Regions from separate parts of the Sus scrofa genome. Here region 2 is linked to region 1. Evidence: chromatin contacts called from public HiChIP or PLAC-seq data. All regions are on one chromosome and are shown on one strand. The core of a region is the stretch at or near the end of the contact, and the rest is flanking DNA. Distances in the headings are between cores, read along the strand shown. Region 1 overlaps RGS10 (regulator of G-protein signaling 10). Region 2 overlaps MCMBP (minichromosome maintenance complex binding protein).

The links. HiChIP or PLAC-seq counts read pairs in DNA pulled down with a chosen protein or histone mark.
Region 2: a contact with region 1 is called in an H3K27ac HiChIP or PLAC-seq map of alveolar macrophages. The contact joins two enhancer-like sites. A contact is called at or near these places in 2 of 2 datasets of contacts at active chromatin or transcription factors (alveolar macrophages and skeletal muscle).

The regions. Positions count from the first base shown.
Region 1 is chr14:129,391,729-129,398,305 of Sscrofa11.1, forward strand. All of the region lies in intron 4 of RGS10 (regulator of G-protein signaling 10), which reads right to left. Among named protein-coding and RNA genes, the nearest start is that of RGS10, 29 kb to the right of the region's middle. Within about 2 kb of position 3,858, at least 22 of the 83 cell types and tissues checked have an H3K27ac peak or open chromatin away from gene starts, as enhancers often do. A contact at or near this core is called in alveolar macrophages, where this site is marked.
Region 2 is chr14:129,687,529-129,694,105 of Sscrofa11.1, forward strand. It overlaps MCMBP (minichromosome maintenance complex binding protein), which reads right to left. Exons shown (of 16, transcript NM_001243591.1): 8 at 5,573-5,673; 9 at 457-635; 10 at 1-106. Among named protein-coding and RNA genes, the nearest start is that of MCMBP, 51 kb to the right of the region's middle. Within about 2 kb of position 3,738, at least 1 of the 83 cell types and tissues checked has an H3K27ac peak or open chromatin away from gene starts, as enhancers often do. A contact at or near this core is called in alveolar macrophages, where this site is marked.

The DNA of each region.
Region 1 (6,577 bases), core at 2,608-5,107:
AACTCAAGATCATTACAAAACAAGGAACCCCACCATCCCCAGACAGCATGACTGATGGAGGGTTCACCTTTCTGTGAAGGAAAACTATCCATGAGGTGCTTCGGTCTGAGACTATTGTGTGTCTGCGGCTCCAGGGAAGGGCTCCCGCGGAGACACATGATCAACCATAGAGTGAGAAGCTTCACTAGCTGTGAGGGCCCCTCTGTGAAGGTTTCAGCCCCATCTCAATCAAGTGCATTGCAGGCCAAATCAATCTTTTAACCCCTCCTCGAAGACAGGGATGCTAAAGACCTAAACTAAACACGCATCCTGCCTGCTCTTCACAGCCCCCCTCCCTGTTATCTCAACCAGGCATCAGGAGGAAAAACACGAATCCCTTAACACAACAGAAAGTCTTAGGCGATTTCATATTTGCTTCAGGAACTTGGTTTAGTTTTTACACGAAAATGGTTGAAAGAATGCACACCTGTCCATGAAGCATAGTTCTAAAACACACCTGCGAGCCTAGACTGCAGACAAGCTATCATAACCACACAGATAAAGCCAGCTCGCGCTCCATTCCTCACTCAAGGATCAGCTGGGCAGCACAGAGGCTGCTGGGACTAGGCAGAGGGATGTTCCCATCCCGGAGTTGAAGACCCCCCTCCCCCTCTGGTGACAGGGAAATGGGGTGAGCCCCCCACACCCCAAGTGGGGAAGAAGGCCTGAGGGCAGCTGGCAGAGAGCAGGTGTGGAAAAGAAAGCTCAGGTCAGCGCTTCTCCCAAAGTACCAGGGAGGGCGACACAGAAGGTTCTGTCACCTGGACAGTGCTCCTGCTTCCTGGACAGGCCTCCAGAGGCCGACAACGTGCCAGAGTGGGATCAGAACTCCAGAAAGATGCTGAACATGCACAGAGACCCCTGCCTGGGGTGAAATCCCCTCACAGGCCCTCAAGTCTGGTGCTGTTGCATTGCAGGGGGTGGGGGTGGGGCTTCGTCCACCTGTTCCCAGAATCCTTAATATTAAAATTCAAAGCTGAAATGACATGCTTTCCATATGGGGTGAAGGTGTTTTATTTTTGCCTTTTGCCATCAGGGAGGGAATTCAATACTATTCTGGCATTCCTCCCCCACGCCCTCTTCTTCCCCTAAACACTGTCTTAAAGTTGTGAAAAATAAAATAACTCTAAGCATTTCAAATGCTGTCCTTCCCGCCCCACCATCAGCCGGCAGAGAGCTGTGGCAGAGGCCGGGAGCCAGCGTTCCTTCCATTGGAATGAAAGCCCACGGGCTGCTCTTTCTGGCTTGGCCACTGGACCATGCCATTTTCCGGACTGGGCTTGGTCTTTGGGAGCAAAGGTCAGCTGGCACTAAGACTGAGGCGACCGGATCCCTGGCTCCAGCCACCACTGCAGACTTGGAGAAAGGGGACACCTAAACGACCCCCATAGACAGGGCAGCCCCTCCCCCACCTCTGGGTCCTCGCCAGCTGGTCCGCCCCTCTTACTGAGGTCTAAAAAGGAAGCGCTTCTCACTTCTTGGGTTCTGGGGAAATTCAAAGAAACGACAGTGCTAAAAAGGGGCCTGTGCATATGGTTCCTTTCTGTCAAGGATGTGGCTGGGAGCGCTGACATCTCACTGAAGTCTTTCAATTTTTTTTCTTTTAAACATCAGAGGTGGAGGACTTCCTTTTCCGTGGAGAAGGCCGCCTCCACTCTGCCCTCCCCAGACCAGACTTAGCATCGACCTCGAAGCCCGGGCGGCTTAGCGTCCTAGCAACACTCAAAATCCTCAGGAAGTGTAGACACCGGGGCCCCTAAGATTTCTGGAAGAAACCTGCGGCCTTCTCTTTCATGGTCTGAGAAAGCAATGACCTCAAGTTGCCATTTGCAATGACTTTGACTTCTGTCTTCTCCAATTTCCCTGCTGGTCCAGGGAACCCATCCTGCTAGGCTATGGAATTCAAACCAGAGGCTTTAGAGATAGAAAGGTGTGTGAACTGGGGCCCAGACACTTGTAGGAGCAGAATTCTGTTTTAAATCTTTCACATGGCACAACCTCAAGTCACTGAGCAGAGTTCAAGGTGTTCTATTTTCAAATACTCAGGGAAGGTTCTGGAAGGATATACAACATAAGGCAGAAAGTGAGAGGGAAGAGGCAGGAACTGGGTGGTGTTAGCTTTTCACTTCATGTAGTAATTTAACAATTAAAAAAACTTTAAGGCATGCCCTTGTGGAACAGTAACTTAACGATCCAGGCATTGTCACTGCAGAAGCTCAGGTCACTGCTGTGGTACAGGTTCAATCCCTGGCCCAGGGAATTTCCATGTGTTGCAGGCACAGCAAAAATGACAATTTTAAAAGTTAACTTGTCCAGAATGCTGGGTGGAGCAGTAACAGGATGTGCTCATGGCTAGTGCTGGTTTAGTGGGTTCCTGTGCTGGCCTTCCTCCCTGGAGTTCTAGCCGTGAGGGTGAATAGGACACATGTGTTCAGGCCACCAAGCTGACAGGGCCAGCACAGGCGGGCATTGCCATTTCTTGTACAAAAGAAAGGCATGTCAGGCTGCTGTGACTAATTTGACCCCTTCATGTTGTGGGTGCCTCTCAGCGCCTGAGTGACTGGAGGGAATGTTCTAGAATCAGCAAGGGCTGGTTGTATGGGAGATGAGAACTGAGGAAAGGAGGCGAAGGTGGGAAAAGAGAAGCCAGGGGAGAGCATTGGTTGGTCTTTAAATGCCAGAGACCACGCTGCTGTCCCAGGAGCCCCACGAGTGGTGGGGCAGGAAGGGTCCAGCTGAACCGGAAGCCCTGGGCTCAGGCTCCATTTCCCCTCCCAGCTCTGCGACCTCGGGCAGTCAGGTCACCTTCCTTCCCTCGAGGGAACTTTCTCTCGTAAACTGAGGTGTTGGGTCCCTCCTTCCCCAGACAACTTGAGAGTCAAATGAGACGCACACACAATGACATTGTGTAAACGAGGTTCAGTCCTACTGGTTTCCCAGGATTCACTAAAGTGTAGAAAACTGACATCTATCATTTGCTGCTTTTTTAAAAGGTAGGGCCTGGGGGCTCAGTGAAGCTAAGGCACGTGGACTATCTCGTTTTCAGAAGTCATTAAGCCAGGGTTCCTCAGCCTTGGCGCTACTGACATCTTGGACCAGATGCGTCTGTTGGGAGGGGGAGGGGGCGGTCCCGTGCACTGCAGGGTATTTAGCAGCATCCTGGCCTCTGCCCATTAGGTGCCAGGGGTAGCATTCCCACTCCAACTGTGACAACCAAAAATGGCTCCAGACACGGCCCAGGGTCCCCTAAGGAGCACAATCCACCCCCAGGTAAGAATGACTGCGTGAGGCCAAGGCACATCTTCCTGTGACATTCTAAAGGACAGGCACAGTTACCTCTTCTGGGGAGCTGACTGCACACCAGGCACCGCACTAAGTTAAGCACCTCACTGTGTTTCATCCTCATGACTGCCTCATTGTAACCTGAATTTCACAAATGAGGAAACTGAGGCTCAGAGAAGGACCACATCTTGCCTAAAGTTTGATAACCACTAAATTCTAAAGTCAAAGAAAAGAGAAAAAAATCAGGTCTAAGGAAACAAGGTTGCCATCAGGGGGTGATTTTTCTTAAACACAGGGGCATGGAAGGCTTGCGGGTGGCTCTGTGTGTAGCTTGGGGAGGCAGCAGAGTTTGCCAAAAGCCCCACGTTACTGATGAGGCCACAGAGGCCCCACCAGGAAACAGGATCCACGTGGGCCAGGATGGGAGGTCAAACTGAAACATCAGTTCCCACTTCCCCCTCCTGGCTGACCTGACATGCAGTGACAATGACAGTGCATCTGCATTGTCACTCAGCATCCAGGAAGTGATGGGCAGGGAGGGGTAGGGAAGGGGGAGGGGAGGCAGGCCATCTGGGTACAAATGATGAGCCATGGTCAGGAGACCGAGGGTTTGCAGCTGACTTTCTAGTAACTGAGATCACTCTGCATGCAGTCATCCATGTTCTCTGCCTGGCTGATGAATGACGGGCACAGCTGGAGCTGGGGATCAGAGCCAAGGTGCCCAGCTTTCAAGAGGTCCTTAGTCTAGCTGGCACATTTTATAAATAGCACAGGGTTGAAATTAAACTGGTTACCCCAGCCTCAGGGTCTAGCCCCAGCCAGTCCCTCCCAACTTAGCTTCTGTCACTTCCTTCCCTCACTCCACTCCAGCCACACAGACCTCCCCCGACACAGAGGGTGGATTCCAGCCCCAGGGCCTTTGCACCTGCCATTAGCTCTCCCTGAAAGGTCCTGCCCCTTCTCACCAGGCTCCCCTTGGCCGCTCAGATCTCAGCTGCCTCTTCAGGGGGCCCTCCCTGACCACTTGACCCGAAGTGGGCTCTTCCCAGGCACTCTTAGCCCATCACCTGTTGCATTCCTTTCCTGGCATTTACCTCCCTCCAGCCTCCTGGGTGGACAGGTGCTGCTTTCCTTGCTGCACACACAGTTCCTAGCACAGTCCCTGGCACAGAGCAGGCCCTCCATGGATACATACAGCGTAAAGGACTGAAAAAACAAGTCCACACAGCAGCAAACCAACCGAAACTGAACTGAGACCTCCCAGGGGAATTCTTCAGACAAAAAGCCACTGAAGAAACCAGCTCTCTGTAAGATCACCTCCCCCTTCCTGCTTCCTACAACTTCTGTCCCATAGCAGCCTTGGAGTCTAGGCTAAAGAAATGCCTCCAGTACTGCTCTCGCCTCTCCTGGGCTGGCCAGCTGGGCACACCGCTGGGCCACAGGAGCAGAGCTGAATTAAAGCAGAAGACAACCTCTCCAATTATGTATTTTCCAAGTAACAAAGCCCCCAAACTTAAGGGATCATTTTGGATGAAATTCCTTTTTTTTTTTTTTTTTTTTGTCTTTTTGCCATTTCTTGGGCCACTCCCGTGGCATATGGAGGTTCCCAGGCTAGGGGTCTATTCAGAGCTGTAGCTGCCAACCTACGCCAGAGCCACAGCAATGCGGGATCCGAGCCGCATCTGCAACCTACACCACAGCTCACGGCAACGCCAGATCGTTAACCCACTGAGCAAGGCCAGGGACCGAACCCGCAACCTCATGGTTCCTAGTCAGATTCGTTAACCACTGCGCCACGACGGGAACTCCATCGGATGAAATTCTTTTAAAACGTTTAACACTTTCGGCAGTGAATATGCTGGCCAAACTTTGTTTTTTGCTTGATACTTTGGGGTCATTACGATCACTAACTGCGTCACCACCCTGTAGCACAGGGATGCCCCTAGTGTGGTGTGTGGGGAGCTGTGGCCCCCACGCTTGGTGGTTCCCAATCACCGTGCTGTGGTTTCGTGTTTAGTATCATGTTTGTTTCCTCCCTGGCTGTTAGCCATGGCTTCTTGCTGCCCATTACTCCACAGCCTCTACCACCAGCACTTCAAACTGGCTGTGAACTGAAAAACCAAAACTGTCAGAACTGCGTGTAAACCAAGAGTCAACAGGACCTGAACGAAGACCTGAGACGCTCTCCTTTAGATGAGACTCGTGGATGTCAGATCATCTCATGTGAGGCTCAGGGAGGATTTTCCCGTCCTTCTAAGGTTCCAGCTGTGCCCCCAAATCCATGCTGCCCTATCAGCAGCCTCCAGGGCATGGAGTGCTGCCCGCTGTGGGGAGGAGCTGAGGCTCCCTGAGGTTTTCCTGGTGAGCCAGTGCTGAAAGCAGGCTGTTCAGACAACTTGGCGATAAAGCCAAGGGGTGCTTAACAAAGCCAAAGCTGCGGAGGAAGTCTTCAAGTTAATGTGCAGTCTTGTTCCAAACACACTCCCCTCAGCTTCACGCTCCTTCATTTAGGAAAACACGGCTTTCGCGGGAGCCTTTTGGGAGCAGAGACCCACAGACTGTGCTGAGCATCCGTTATGATAGTTATGAGCAATTCCCCCACCCCACGTTCCCCCCAACTCCGCCCCGAGGCAGAGTTTTCCAAAGCGAAACAGAACCCAGAAGCCCTTCCCAGGGACTTGCTATAGAATCAGCTCAGATTCCAAATATCTCGTCCCCACCCAGTTTCACCTCAGGAAGATAGCTCCTCTTCCCCCCTCAAATAAATGACTTTTAACAACAGGGTATAAAAGCACTTTTTTTTTTTTTTTTTTTTTTTTACAGAGTAGTTTGAACTCTTCTACCACACATGTTAGATGTGTGTGCACATGCATATTTGTAGAAAAAAGATGGAAAGCCTAGACATCAACAGGAATGGAATGAAACTGTTTTCATCTTTACATTTTGGTTTCCCAAGTTTCTTTTGCCAAGCCTGTATGATTTTTCCAGTTAAGTAGATAAGTTTTGGGGTCTGTTTTTTTGGGGCCGTACCCAGAGCGTGCAGAAGTTTCTGGGGCCTGGTATCAACCTCCACCACAGTAGTGACAGCACCAGCTCCTTTAACCGCTAGGCCACCAAGGAACCCCAACAAGTCTTTTTTAATAAAAATTATTTTTAAAATATTTTTGTCACTTTAAGGAAACATCCTCTGTCCCTTATTTCCTCCTTTTTATATAACACTAAACCTTCCACGTCTCAATCCAGTGAGGGTGCCCAG
Region 2 (6,577 bases), core at 2,488-4,987, 300 kb after region 1:
AATATAAGGTATTCAGCAGCCAAACTGTCTCCCAAAAGGGCATGAGTGAGGAACCCAAGCAGTTCTGCTCTGACTGGAGACAATTCAGACATGAAACTGGAAACAACTGGAGAGAGAAGGGAAACCAAATTCAGAATACACACTGGTTCCTCTTGCGTCTCTTAAGTTAAAAAATAACTGTGGAACAAAGCACTATATGTCACAGACAACCAGTGTGGACCTAAAATATTGGTAAGTGATGCCAACTGCCAAAATAAGACAGATGGAAGGGAGGGAGGGAGGAAGGAAGGAAGGACATATAGCTTGAGGAACCTCATTTTAATGAAGAGAATTAACACAGAGGAAAAAGGGGCAAAGCAAGGGCGATGGCTGGAGAAACAGATCATGACGACTGAGGACCTGATGGACCCCCGCACGCTGGTGACAGTCTCTGGGCCATGAGGCTTCAGCACTTACACTTACAGGTTTTGCTCTCCTCCTTGCTGAGGCAGGCAGGCAGTAAGGGGTTGATGTGCTGCAACTTCTGGGCTAAAACCACATGGATCCTTGGCACTAAGGAGGCGGGAGGACTGTGCACCCTCTGCTCTTCAGCTGTGTCTGCACACTCCATCGGGTCCAGCAACGAAGAGGCATCCCTGCCGAGAGGCAAGAAAGCTCCAGCTCGCACAGACCCACTGTTTTCCCCAAATTCTATTCTTTTGTTTTGAGATCCTCAGACTTCACAGAGTCATCAATTCATAAATCATCTTCCTTAAATATAAGGATGAGACCAACAACCCTTAGGTAGAGTGCACCAGGCTCTGGGCGACACTCTTCGTTTTGCACACACAAATTCATGAAACCTCACACCACCTGCATTTGCAATGGAAATCAAGCCACTGTAGAAGGTAAGTTGAAAGTCATACAGGCAGTAAGTACTTGGTCTGTGCACTAAAATGCCTTCATAAATGAAGTAACTCGAACATGAAATTCATCATAACAGAAATAGCCAAGACAAGCAATTTTGTATACTATTGTTATGAAACTGTTATTTATGTTTAAAGTTATTAAAAATTTTTGTTTTGTATCATTTTTTTAGTGTGAAAAATGGTCATCCAATGGAGAAACCAAGAGGAATGTCCAATATTTAACAAAAAAATTCTATTGGAGGGGCAGAATTCAATGCCTTTCTTTTGCCAACTTCAAAACAAAACAAAAAAGAGGATAATCTGAATTTTCAGACTATACTAAGTGGGGGAAAAATGTGTAACAGAGTATATATACCACGCCCCATTTTATATAAGAATAAATGAGGAGCTCCCCCATCGCTCAACAGTAACAAACACAACTAGTATCCATGACGATGTGGATTGAATACCTGGCCTAGCTCAGTGGATTAATGATGCGGTGTTGCTGTGAGCTGTGATGTAGGTCACAGATGCACTTTGGATCCTGTGTTTTTGTGGCTGTGGTGTAGGCCGGTGGCTGCAGCTCCGATTCAACCCCTAGCCTGGGAACCTCCATATGCCACAGGTGTGGCCCCAAAAAGAAAAAAAAGAAAAAATATAAATGTATCTATTTTTGCAAAAAAGAGGTACAGAGCAGATAAAAGCAGGAACTGAGGCTGGCTCCCTGTAGAGGATGGCTGGAAGCAGGGTTCAAAGGGATGAGGGTGGTGGGGAAGGACATTCAGACATTCTTTCTGTACAGTTTTGATTTTGGCAACAACATTCATGTTTCCTATGCTTACTCTTTTAAGTACAGAAACAGTAAGGATGGAAGAAAAGCTCTAAAGTGAAACACAAAGGAAACAAATGAACCTAACTACGTAAAATGAATAACGAGTAACAATACAGCACTGAAGGAGGAAGAAGTTACCTAAGCAACTTTGCAACATAGCACCCTGACTACACACTCTCACTCAAAACTAAAAAGAGCCTGAATCAAAAACTGATGGGAACCACCATGGCTCGGTGGTTAACAAATCCGACTAGGGACCATAGGGACCGTGAGGTTGAGGGTTTGATCCCTGGCCTCACTCAGTGGTTAAGGATCCAGCGTTGCCGTGAGCTGTGGTGTAGGTCGCAGATGAGGGTCAGATCCCGAGTTGCTGTGACTGTGGCATAGGCCGGCAGCTAAAGCTCCGATTGGACACCTCGCCTGGGAACCTCCATATGCCATGGGTTCGGCCTTACAAAAGACAAAAACAAAACAAAAACTGAACTCAAGTTATTAGGCTTGTTTTTTGCAGTGGTATGCACTACCAATTCTGCAAACATCTTCTCTGGAACGGCTGTCCCCCGCTTATCTGCAGGGAATATGTTCTAAGACCCATAGTGTTTGATGTCTGAAACTGTGGATAGAACTGAACCCCACATATACTCTGTCTTTTCCCATACACACATACCTATGATAAGAGTTTTAATTCATAAATTGGGCACAGTAAGAGATTAGCCACAATAACTAATAATAAAAATAGGACATTTGGAGTTCCCGTCGTGGCGCAGCAGTTAACGAATCCAACTGGGAACCATGAGGTTGCGGGTTCGGTTCCTGCCCTTGCTCAGTGGGTTAACGATCCAGCATTGCCGTGAGCTGTGGTGTAGGTTGCAGACGCGGCTCGGATCCTGCGTTGCTGTGGCTCTGGCGTAGGCCGGTGGCTACGGCTCCGATTAGACCCCTAGCCTGGGAACCTCCATATGCCACAGGGGCAGCCCAAGAAATAGCAAAAAGACAAAAAAAAAAAAAAAAAAAAAAGGACAATTATAATGATACACTGGAATTAAAGTTATGTGAATATGGTCTCAAAATACCTTACTGTACAAATTTAATGACTTTTCCCTCTTAATTAAGCACTTATCACAACTATGGCTGTAAACTTTGGCAGGTTGAGATGCAAAAGCAAAACTAGCACAAATTTCTTTTTCCTTCTTGATAATTTCACAGAACCTTCTGTTGTTTTTAGGGTAGATGTTAGTGACTCCAGCAGATAATTATTTTCTTATTAATTAGCTGAGAACTTTCACCTTTTCACTTAAAAATAGCACTTAATGACATTTCGTTGGCATATCCAAATTGCTAGTACTCTTACACTTTGGAGCCATTATTAAGTAACATAAGAGTTTCTTGGAACATAAGCCCTATGACACGGTGACAATCTGCTAGCCCAGGTGGCTACTAAGTGGCTAATGGGTGGGATAGGGTACAAAAGGCCGATTCACGTGCTGGGTGGAACGGATGGGGACGGTGCGAGATTTCATCATACTATTAACAATGGCATGCAATTTAAAGCTTATGAATAATTTATTTTTGGAACTTCCCCTTAATATTTCAGACTGAGTTTGACTACAGGTAACTGTAACCATAGAAAGCAAGACCAAGGTAAAGGGAACCTACTGTGTGTAGAACTGAGCAAATGAACATACTGTGCATTCTGGAAGTTTCCTTCTGTCAGAACAGGGAATTACAAGTATGGAAAGGAGGAAAACTAGAACGACACCTAGTTGTGGAGCTGAACTAATGTGGAACCAGAAAGGCCGTGTGTACTCATGGTTTTTGATATATAGACTTGGAAATAACACAAAGACCTATAGATACATGCGTGTATACAAATGTGTATGCGTGTGTGTAATTATGTATATACTTATTTCTGAGATCTGCCAGTTAAAACAGCAGGGAAGTGATGCCAGCACAGTACCAATAACCACGGTGACATTCGGATCTTGATTTTTCCTTCTTCTTTTTTTTTTTAAAGGGCCACGCCTGTGGAATATGGAAGTTCCCAGGCTAGGGGCTGAATCAGAGATACAGCTGAAGCCTACACCACAGCCACAGCAACACTGGATCTGAGCCACATCTGCAACCTACACTGCAGCTTGCAACAACGCAGGTCCTTAACCCACTGAGCCAGGGCAGGGATCAAACCCACATCCTCACAGATACCATGTGGGGCTCTTAACTCACTAAGCCACAACAGGAACTCTAGATCTTGATTTTTAAATATAATTCCTCACTAAAGAAACCAGTGCTCCTTTGAGACTGACGGATGAGAAGTACAAGATGAGGCTGAAATAGCTTAGGGTGTCCAAAAATACATGTTTAAAAATAATAAGGTCAGAGTTCTCCTGTGCATAGTGGGTTAAGGATCTAGTGCTGTCACCACAGCAGCTTGGGTCAGTGCTGAGGTGCAGCTTCAATCCCTGGCCCAGGAACTTTCTCATGCCCTGGGCATGCGCGGCCCCCCCAACCCCGCCGCCCCCGACGATAAGGTCATATCAAAAAGGATCCAGAGCCTGCTTAAAGTGGCTCCCACAAGCCAAATATGGGAAAATATGATCTCATTAGAAATAACAGGTTAACAACCACACTGATATAAACAAATTACTTGAACAAATTACTCGGGAGAGAGGAGAAACCTTACAGTAGAATGCCAAAGAATAAATGTAGGAGGAGTGACTGGGATAGAAAATCACCATCATAACACTTGATTCAAGCAAGAATCATCAACATGCTAAAATAAGTGGGTGAAAGTTAAATAAGAAACTGGAAATTATGTGGTCTCAAAGCATTTCCCTCTAAATTACTTGTTAACTACAAAGTAAAAAATAGTAACTTTATGGGAGCGAAACCTGGCAAACACCACCTTAACCAAGGGATCAAAACCGACTTCAGCAGTAATGGGGTACTGCGCCCTCTGATGGAATATGCTGAGGACACCGCACCTTGTGGTTTCCTGCCCCAAACGCAAAACTGGAATCTAATCAAAAGGAAACATCAGACAAACCCAAACTGAGAGACAGTCTACAAAATAACTGGCTTGCAGTCTTCAAAGTGTCAAGGCCCTGTTCTGCCACCTGAGGACACAGTAAGACAGCCACCTGCAAACTGGCCCTCACTACCTGCTGGGTCTGCTGGGCCTTAATCTTGAACTTCTCAGACTACAGAACTGTGAATCCTCACAATGAATTTTTGTTGTGTAAATTAAAAAAAAAAAAAAGTGTCGGAGTTCCCACTGTGCCACAGCAGCACCAGGACACAGGTTCAATCCTTGGCCCAGCACAGCGGGTTAAAAAGGATTGCTGCAGCTGCAGTGTAGGTCACAACTGCAGTGTGAATATGACCCCTGGCTAGGGAACTCCATATGCCAAAAAGAAAAATGAGTTAAAAAAGTGTCAAGGCCATAAAGGCCAAAAAAAGACAGTTCCAGGTTAATACAACCAGTGATCCTATGGAGCCTAGACCAAAAAGACTGTCAGAAAGAACAAGATAATTAGTAAAATTAAATGTTTTGTGGTTAGTGTATTCTTGGCAAATGTCCAATTTTTGCAGCAATACTCTGATTATATATGAGAAAGTCGTTGTAGGAAATATGGATGCAAGTATGACTTCCGCAACTTACTCTCAAAAAATGTACCTATGTATAAAAATGCATGTGTGTAAGCACAAATCAATGACAAAACAAATGGAGCATAGTATTAACAACTTGTAAGTTTGGATGAAGAGGAAAAGGGAATTCTTTATAACTATACTGCAACTTTTCTCAAAATTTAAAACTGTATCAAAATTAAAGGTTACTAAAAAAGAGCAAACGTACCTTTCATCATTATTCAGTACGCTGAGCACAGGATCCACAGACAGTATGCCATACAATTCAAGAACATCATTCACTTTAAAACAATCCCAGTCTTCATAGACCTAACAGGAGACCACACAAAATCACTGTTAGGACTAAATAACACCAAAAAGGCAGATGACATGAGTCTTGACATTACAGTAACAATAATATCATCTTAGCGTTTTAAATCAGAAAATGAACTTTTAAGCAACTCCTTCATCAGATAAATTGAGACCAAGAGTACTTGCCTCAAGTTATTCTGGTAGTTAGTAAAAAGTGAACAACTAAAACACAGGACTCCTAACTCCTGGGCAATGTCTGTTTTCCCACTACTTCAGAGAAAGTTTTCTCCAAAGGACGATGGTCAATTAAAACTAGAAATATGGAGTTCCCATCGCAGTGCAGTGGTTAACAAATCTGACTAGGAATCATGAGGTTGCGCGGGTTCGATCCCTGGCCTTGCTCAGTGGGTTAAGGATCTGGCGTTGCTGTGAGCTGTGGTGTAGGTCACAGACACGGCTCGGATCCTGCGTTGCTGTTGCTGTGGCTACAGCTCTGATTAGACCCCTAGCCTGAGAACCTCCATATATCAAGGGAGCACCCTAAAAAAGGCCAAAAGACAAAAAAACAAAACAAACAAAAACACACAAAAAAACTAGAAATATGTGGAGTTCCTATTGTGGCTCACCTGTAACAAATCCAACTAGTATCGATGAGGATGCAGGTTTGATCCCTGGCCTCGCTCAGTGGGTTAAGATCCAGCGTTGCCATGAGCTGTGGTGGAAGTCACAGACGAAGCCCTTATCTGGCTTTGCTGTGGCTGTGGAGTACACTGGCAGCTGTAGATCTAATTTGACCCCTAACCTGGGAACTTCCATATGTGGTGGGTGCAGCCCCAAAAAGCAAAAAAATATAAAAAATAAATAAAACTAGAAACATGCATTATCTCAAAATCTATTAACTATGCCAAGAGAAGGGAGAAAC